Regions from separate parts of the Mus musculus genome. Here all the other regions are linked to region 1. A link is a contact called in public Hi-C and HiChIP or PLAC-seq data. All regions are on one chromosome and are shown on one strand. Each heading gives the region's core, a stretch centred on a gene start, on an enhancer-like site or on the middle of the called end of the contact. The rest is flanking DNA. Distances are from core to core; before and after follow the strand shown.

Evidence for each region. A called contact is a pair of places that touch in the nucleus more often than the background predicts. HiChIP or PLAC-seq counts read pairs in DNA pulled down with a chosen protein or histone mark.
Region 2: a contact with region 1 is called in a Hi-C map of rod photoreceptor, with 2.9 times the contacts expected there. The contact joins the enhancer-like site here to the promoter of Ufm1 in region 1. A contact is called at or near these places in 4 of 39 promoter capture datasets (cranial neural crest, hippocampal neurons and liver) and 1 of 484 Hi-C or Micro-C datasets (rod photoreceptor).
Region 3: an H3K4me3 HiChIP or PLAC-seq map of pro-B cells shows a contact between it and region 1, with 5 times the contacts expected there. The contact joins the enhancer-like site here to the promoter of Ufm1 in region 1. A contact is called at or near these places in 5 of 39 promoter capture datasets (cranial neural crest, embryonic stem cells, hippocampal neurons and 2 more) and 1 of 115 datasets of contacts at active chromatin or transcription factors (pro-B cells).

The regions. Positions count from the first base shown.
Region 1 is chr3:53,862,202-53,865,092 of GRCm38.p6, reverse strand. It overlaps Ufm1 (ubiquitin-fold modifier 1), which reads left to right and starts at 1,286. Exons shown (of 6, transcript NM_026435.5): 1 at 1,286-1,344; 2 at 1,423-1,479. The coding sequence starts at 1,343.
Region 2 is chr3:54,566,214-54,569,169 of GRCm38.p6, reverse strand. No RefSeq gene overlaps it. Among named protein-coding and RNA genes, the nearest start is that of Gm31154, 33 kb to the right of the region's middle. Within about 2 kb of position 1,474, at least 36 of the 459 cell types and tissues checked have an H3K27ac peak or open chromatin away from gene starts, as enhancers often do. A contact at or near this core is called in rod photoreceptor, where this site is marked.
Region 3 is chr3:54,588,718-54,591,544 of GRCm38.p6, reverse strand. It overlaps Gm40050 (a long non-coding RNA gene), which reads left to right. Exons shown (of 3, transcript XR_867293.1): 3 at 814-994. Among named protein-coding and RNA genes, the nearest start is that of Gm40050, 11 kb to the left of the region's middle. Within about 2 kb of position 1,369, at least 85 of the 459 cell types and tissues checked have an H3K27ac peak or open chromatin away from gene starts, as enhancers often do. A contact at or near this core is called in pre-B cells and pro-B cells, where this site is marked.

The sequences.
Region 1 (2,891 bases), core at 37-2,536:
CATACACATTAACTATGTAGTTTTAGCTGTTAGAAGATACAGGCCTTGATATCCATATCTACAAGTCAGTATATGTCTCTTGGATTCACTACATGGCATACAGCAGGAGAATATTGGAGTGCTACTTACAGTCAGCACCAGAATTCTCACCTTTGGGAGAAAACATTATAGACCATTATAGAAAACATTACAGGAAAGATGAGATGTAGTTCCAATGTTCTTAAGGGAGCTTCTAATCTATCAGGATTTCTCATGAAGAATCCACCTGTCATTCTAAAGTTTGACTGGGTCTCCTCTTGGTTCAGTGCCTATTTCTGGCTTCATCAACTTACTGCAGTATATATTTTTTAAAGGTATAGTTATTGTGAGATGGAATGCTTATCTTGGCGTTTACATTGTGATAAAGATGAAAGACAGCTTTCCCCTCTCACGATAGAAATCCAACCGACTGACAGATGCTAAAGGACTTATGCCTGATTGCTTGGGATCACAGCCTTTGGTTATGTCTGGTGTACACAGTGAGCTCAGCCTTTAGTTTAGTGCCTGCTGTACACAAGGTTCATTGGTCAGCTGAACAAATGTACCTGATTGGCAACCTTGCATTAGAGTTAAAGTCTATTTGGACACATCAAGAACAACGGGATATAGTAATGATTTTTTTTTCCCTCCAAAACCTGCTAGTGCTAGGATACAATTTTTTCTTCTGGGCCCTAACAGGAATCTCAGCATAATTCTATCGTGATAACTTTCTTTTGAAATTATTAAAAAGTCTGTAGTGAAGTGTGAAGTATGTGAAGAAAACTATAAGGTTAATACGGATGGAAATCGTATTATCAGAAATGCTAGAAAGATCAAAGAACGTTGTTAGTTAAAGCAACTGAGTCCAGCTTCTCTAGTATCTATCTGTGCCGGCTGCTAGGTTGCTTAGCAACTCCGCAACGCTTCCTCATCCGCCCGGACCTTGAGTCCCGGCCCCAGTTCCGCCGCCACGTCCGGCTTCGACTCAGTCCCTACTTCCGCCGTAACCAGCCAGTGGGGACCTAGCGGCCGCTCTGTTTGACATCCCTTATATTGCCTGACTAAAAATGTGTCAGTGAACTACCAAAAGTAGAAACATATCCTCTCTCTACCATTTACACTTCAACTTGATACAGACACACTCAGAATGAAATGTCTAACTGTGGGCTATCGGCCTTCTGTAGCCTGTGAGCTCCGACACAATTTTCAGGCGCTGTGTGGATAGCCGCGCTGGAGGGCGACGTGGGCCGCGAAGGCCCCCGCTGCCGGCCATCAAGGAAGCGCGGCGGGCGGCTGGGCGCGGTGTGTGTCAGGCGGTTCCACCATGTAAGTATCCGTCCCTGTGTCCCGGCCTTAACCCCGTGGCCGGTCCCGACCGTAACGCCTTCTCGTTCTCTCCGGCAGGTCGAAGGTGTCCTTTAAAATCACGTTGACGTCGGACCCGCGGCTGCCGTACAAAGTGTGAGTGACAGGCAGGGCTGGAGCTGGCCGGGCCTGGCGGGACAGAGGGGGACAGGAGGAAGGGTGCGGCATTTCTGCTGAAAGCCAGTGGCCCCTCGCAACGCTCTGGGTGGGCAGGTGCAACGGGAAGAAGGTTGGACGAGGATGGAACCCGTTTACTTGATTTAAAGGTCTTTACCTGGACCAGCTGTTACCGGAAGTTAGGGAGGACTTCCCAAGTCTGGACTTTTGACAGGTCCGACCCGAACACTCTTAACTTCAGTTTTTTTGCTTTGTTGTGTATAAACACAACGACTGGGTGCCTAGGTGCTGAACTCCCAGTCACACACACTTGGATCTTTATAAAAAGTGCTTAGCGGGATTGGGAAATGGGGGTGTAGGACCTTGTGTCCTTGTTGGGCCCTTCCTTGTGCTTCAGCAGTTCAGTTGATGGCTAACACAGGTTACCCAGCTCCATCTTAGTATGATTTTTAAGTTGACCCCTTTTGAGTTCCTGCAGCTGGAAGACCTATGCTAACCTGCGACAGACCAGGGTTTCCATAGATTTCATTCATGACGGGTTTGGTGGCACCAAGGCCCAGCTAACTGAGCTGAGAGCAGCTGTCATCGTTTTCTGAAGTTTCCCACCCGTGATCCATTCAGCCTCGTGGCCTGTGGTTCCCTTATCTTTCCATGTCTAAAATGGTCTACGTATCCCTCGTCTCTCCCGTAAGGGCTCATTCTAAACGGTTGTCTTCAGATGGCTGTATTCTCTTCCTCTGGATGATGTACCGCAGTGTGCCTTCAACAATAAAAGTTAAAAGTTTTCTGTCACTTTTGCCTCCCTAGTGCCATACCCACTCATTTCGTGTGCAGACGAAAGTCTGTAGTCTAGGTTTTTTTTGTTGTTTTTTGTTTTTTTTTTTTAAAGATCGTTTCTTTGCTAACTCCCAGGAATCTGATAGCCACCTCTCTGATAGCTTGGAATATTTTGCTTGGTGAAAAACCAAATTTATGTTCTCTGCACTTAACTCTGTTCCTGAAGAAATTACAATAGTGCTGATGAGTTTTATGTGAAACCCTCATAACTGGCACTCGACTGTGCTCCCCTAAATTTTCTCATTTTCCTATCCACAGAAAGTATTTTTGTCTTATTTCAAAATTTCCACAGCTCCTTTTCCCACCATTCAAAAGAAATCAGAGGGGACGCCTCTCACTTTTATGGAATGCCCGTAAACATCTCCCATGCCTTTACAAGAAAGCACATAGCTACTGTTGGGAAAGCCCCTTTCTACAGTCTTCCTGCTTTGTTCTACTGAGGATTAGGTTATTAATTAACATTTGGAAGGAAAAATGCTAGCACAAAAAATTCATCTGCGCTTCTGAGAAGAGAAATCCAGGCTTAGCCCTACAAATGTTATATGACATCGATG
Region 2 (2,956 bases), core at 225-2,724, 700 kb before region 1:
GGCTGTCCTGGAACTCACTCTGTAGACCAGGCTGGCCTTGAACTCAGAAATTATCCTGCCTCTGCCTCCCAAGTGCTGGGATTAAAGGCGTGCACTACCAAGCAGAGAATGTTGGAGAACTTCTTACCTGTGGCAGGTAAGGATGGCGGATGGCGGGGGTAGGTGGGGGACGGGGGAATAATTTCCAAAGCCACACCCTCCATGAATTAAAGGAACATGGGGATTTTATCCAGGGACCCTATGTGTATGCACATAGGAAGCCCTTTAGCCACAGAAACATTCACCAGGCTGTTCAGTTGAGTAGTACATTCTGAGCGCTCTGCTTTGAGGTCCTAGCTCAAGAAAGAAAAAGGAAGGCCACATCTTTGGGCATACTTTGTTCCAGATGTCAGAACATGTTCAAGAGCATGTGGTGAGTAAGGGCATGGTCAACTTATGTCAGAAAATTTTAGAAAAAAAGAGAAAGATATTTTGAAGGTTTATAAATACAGCAGTTTGTCTCTAGAGGAGCCTGCTACCTAAAAGAGAGAGGCAGTGTATTTAATGTCAGTACCACCAACAGCAGGGCAGGCAGGCAGACAACCAGAAGACCATTGCATGCTTAGGAGCAGGGTAAAGTGACTAGGGAGAAGAAAGCTGGTTGCTAGGGAGTTGTGGTCAGGTAGATATGCAGAGGTTTGTTGTTGCTTGTTTTTGTTTTTGTTTTTTTGTTTTTTGTTTTTTTTTCACATGTGTAAGGCCTAGAGTCTGAAGCTAACCCAAGGAGTGTGCACTCATTTATTTAAACATTCCATCCATCGTCCTTGCCTGTTCTTGCCTTCACTGGCTAAAGGCAGGAAAAGAGTGAGCCAGGAAGCGAGTTGGGAAGCGAGACAGGAAGCGAGTCAGTCCTTCCCCAAATGGCTCTGCCAATGTAAGCACAAAAGAGCCAAGCCATTATCCAACTTTCCAAGAAACAGTTTGGTCTTGGTGGTTCCTTTATTGGATTGCAGAGCTCACACCTTGGTGGCACAGTCAAGTGGCCGTGAAGTTATTTCATATGCAAAGTGACAAGAATGTCACCTTGGTGTCTGGTGAATTTTCACACAGCAACAGGGGGACATTCTCTTCCCATTGAAATAGAAAAACCCAAATTGCCACATTTCCACCCTGCCTGCAAGTTTCCTTTTTCATTGTAATATGACCATTGTCACATGTCTCTCGGTAAAGTCGTCACTATTTTCTTTCCTAATCTGGGAAAAGATTGAGGAAAGAGAGTGTTTTGGAGACCGTTCTATAGAGAAGAAAAATGATATTTTGTGTTCAGTGCATGTCTGTCAGCAGAAACCCAGTGGAGGCAAATGGGTTAAGTGTGGTCCCGAGAGACCAGCCTCCCAGGGTCTTTGCATCCTGCTGTCATCTTGCCTTAGTGTGTGCTAAGGAGACTGGAGTGATCCCCAGGTTATGCTTTCCTGGGAGCCAGGCAAAGATCAGGAGGTGGGGCACAGCTGCAGGAAGTAGGTCATAGGGTGGGGCATGCTTACAGGAAGTAGGTCGTAGGGGGTGGGGCATGCCTGCAGGAAGTAGGTCATAGTGGGGTGGGGCATACTTGCAGGAAGTAGGTCATAGTGGGGTGGGGCATACCTGCAGGAAGTAGGTCATAGGGTGGGGCATGCTTACAGGAAGTAGGTCATAGTGGGGTGGGGCATACCTGCAGGAAGTAGGTCATAGGGGAGGGGCATACATGCAGAAAGTAGGTCATGGGGCAGGCCCCTGTAGGTGCATCTTAGTGTAGCTCCTTCCTGAGGCCTCATCTTTACTGTCTGCTCCATTTTGACATGCTCCCTTTGTTTAAACTCATAGAGCCAAGCAGCCATTGGCTGAGTTCTCAGAAACCACGAATCAGAACAAATCCTCTCCTCTAAGATGAAGGTATTTGTGTCTGGCATATATGTCACAGTTACTCGCAGGTGGCTGAAAGAACACGCATCTTCTATTTTCCTCTCACTGTCTAGGCTACAGTCAGACTCCAAGGTCAGGTTTGAAGGCTAGTTTCAACAATGATTTCAAAAGTAACATGAAAATCTAGACAGGGAGCATGCTGGATAATCACATTTTTCCTCTTGAAACTGCAATTTAGTTTAATTTGTAGACTAAACTAAACCTACACTAGCAAAAAAATATCTGTGGAAAAAGCATTTGTGTGCAGAGCAGGGTGAGCACGTGCTATCCTGGGGTTGCTAGCAGGCCCACAGTGGGTTAGCCCAACAGGGAGGCATATATTGTCTAGATCCCAGCTTATAATAACGTATAGCCTTCATCTCTCAGGCTTTGAACTATGACTCCCGAAAAGCCTGAGATTCATCAGTGTGAACACTGATATTTAACATCAGAATAACAACCGAATGTCCAGTCAATGGGAGGAAAGAATAAATCTTCCCATGGGTGGTGAGCATGCACAGACATTAGCATTCTGGTCCAGCAGCCTGGCCAACAAGACCGAGAGGCCATATGCAGAAATTGCCTTGTGGGAGCCTGTGATTGCAGTAAAGGAAGGGATTACAACGACTAATGCCAGAAAAAAAGAGGGATCTTAAATTAAAAAAAAAAAAAAAAAAGCCCACCTACGTGAAGGACTTGGAGAGATGGTGCAGAGGTTAAGAGCACATTCTCTCCTTGTAAAAGGATCCTAGTTTGATTTCCAGTACCCACATTGAGAGTCTCACTGACACCATGACTTCAGTTCCAAGGGATCCAACACCTTCTGGCCTCCTCAGGCACTACGCAGATGGTACACATGCCCACATGTACAGGCATACACATGTACACATTAAATAATAAGTGAAATGAATCTTTAAAAAAATGTTGTTTTGTAGATACAAAAGTATATGTCCTAATACAGTTACTCTGGTGATCGCTCCTGAAATAAGCATTGTCTTTATAATCTTTTAGGGAATAATACACTTTCTGTTACTTT
Region 3 (2,827 bases), core at 120-2,619, 730 kb before region 1:
TGACTGTAAATTTTAAACTAGATTCCAATAATTTATTTGCTTATTTCTATGTAGACTATTTGAATATCATGTAAATGTTGTAGCTAGTAACTAGCTTCTGTATCTTTAAGCCAGGTATATATTTTTAAAGAGATTTTCTTACTTTTATTATATATTTGCCATATGTGTGCAGTTCCCACAGAGACCAGAAGAGGGCGACATACTCCTCAGAACTGGACTTACAGATGGTTGTGAGACACCATGTGGGTACTGGAAACTGAACCGTGTGACCTCTGGAAGAACAGCCAGTGCTCTTACCTAGTGGACTATCTCTCCAGCCTCTAGATATTTCTTTTCTAAATATTTATTTAGTGATGTTCATTTCCCTTTAAACTTCGCTGTTACTGATTCCCACACATTTGGATGAGTTGTGTTTTTATTTAGTGCAAAATGCTTATTTTAAATTTCTTTTCTCCTTGCTGTTATGTGTTACAGAATTTAATCTGCACACATGAGGGGTACTCAGGTCCCTTTCTGTCATTGATGGTTAGTCCAGCTTCACCTTAGTCTGAGAGAGACAGTGAGTGTGTTCCAAAGTCTTTTATTCTCGAAGATCTTCTTGTGGCTCAGAACACTTTGTCAAGTGTTCAATTTGAACTCCTGAGCTATGTGCAGTATGCTGTTCGATGAATTCGACTCTAGTTATCGACTGATCCAGTTGATTGATGGTGCAGCTGAACTCATTTTTAACTAATGTCTTTGTGTGTGTGTGTAAGCCTTTTAGTGTGTCCTATATTTTTTTCTTGAAAGCGGGATATCCTGCATTGTCCGTAGGTGTGGAGAAATGCAGTGGCAAGGAGTGGTCGGGAAGCCGGAGCTCTCAGGCTGGGAGAAACCGAGGTTCCTGCAGCATCGCTCTCCCTGCCGGCCCCTCGGCTAGGATAAGTCGGCCATCACTGGAAAGAGAGGCCCATTGGACTTGCAAACTTTATATGCCCCAGGACAGGGGAAGGCCAGGGCCAAAAAGTGGGAGTGGGTGGGTAGGGGAGTTGGGTGGGGGGAGTGTATTGGGGACTTTTTGGATAGCATTGGAAATGTAAATGAGGAAAATACCTAATAAAAAAATTAATTCTAAAAACAAAACAAAACAAAACAAAACAAAAACCTTTACAAGTCAGTTTCTCCAGAGCGGACCCGACTGAGAACAGAGCATCTAACAATGATTCCTTTCCCGGAGTTGGAAGCATGGGTGAGTTTTCTCAAATGTCCACTGTAAGGATTAGCTGAAACTCTGAGAAGTAAAGTTGACAGCCGTGTCAGGCCCCACTGTGGCTGGCATTTCCTGAGTTCAGACTCTTCCCGCCGAGCCTGCAGTGAGCCTTGCGTTGGTTACACTTCCGCCTTCCCTGCCAGCCTGCTCTGGGTTCCGGTGGTGGGGCAGTGGCTGGGGACTATGAAGCCACCTGGGTTTTCCAGTTTGTTCAACTTTCAACTTACTGTTAGAGAATAGAAAGTGTCTCGCATGCCCAGGCAGAAAACTGAAGTCTGTTTTCTAAATTTCAAACTTTAGTTTTTTTAGTTTTTCTTTTTAAAACTTTTTTTTTTTTATTAGCTATTTTCTTTATTTATATTTCAAACGTTATCCCATTTCCTGGTTTCTGCTCTGAAAAACCCCTATTCCCTCCCCCTGCTCACCAACTCACCCACTCCCACTTCCTGGCCCTGGCAGTCCCCTATACTGGGCATAGAGCCGTCACAGGACCAAGGGCCTCTCCTCCCATTGATGTCCATCTAGGCCATCCTCTGCTACATATGCAGCTGGAGCCATGAGTCCCACCATGTCTACTCTTTGGTTGGTGGTTTAGTCCCTGGAAACTCTGGGGATACTGGTTGGTTGATATTGTTGTTCCTCCTATGGGGTTACAAACCCCTTCAGCTCCTTGGGTCCTTTCTCTAGCTCCTTCATTGTGGACCCTGTGCTCAGTCCAATAGTAGGCTCCGAGGATCCACCTCTGTATTTGTCAGGCACTGTCAGAGATTCTCAGAAGACAGCTATATAGACCTTTTGTGAAAAACATTTGTTCTCCTGGGTCACAAGTCTCAAGGTCTGTCTGAGATGCAGAGGGAGTTCAGAGCCGTCCTGGTTAACCTGGTGAAGCCTTAATCAAAGAGTAAAAATAATAAATAAGTAAACAAATAATCAGAAAGTAGGAAATAAGTAGGGGATGGGTAGAACACTTATCTAGCACGATTGAGGCCAGGTATTCCATCCCCAGTGCAGGAAAAATAATAGAAGTAGGGGCTGGAGAGATGGCTCAGTGGTTAAGAGGACTGCCTGCTTTTGCAGAAGACCTGGTGCCCACAACCTCCTGTGCTCCAGGTTAGGGGATTCAACTCCATATTCTGGCTTCCATAGGTACCTGCCTTCACATGGCATTCACACACACACACACACACTCACACACTCACACACACTCACACACTCACACACATGCACTCAGACACACACACACGCACACACACACACTCACACAATCACACACACACACACACACACACACACACAGAGGAAAATAAGATTTAAGTTGAAGAAAAGAAAGGTTTACTTCTCACTGATCTTTTTGGATTTGGTTTTGTTGTGTATCGAAACAAAGTCACACTCCCCATGTATCCCAGAAAGGCCTTCAACTCACAGCCCTCCTGCCTCAGACTCCCTCAGCTGCAGCCATAGGTGGGGGCTGCTGTGCCTAGCTTGTTACGGTTCTGAAGGCTCCAGAGTCCAAGAGCAAGTCATCACCAAACTAGACTGTGGTGGGGGCTCACTCTGCTTTATAATAGTGCTTTGTCG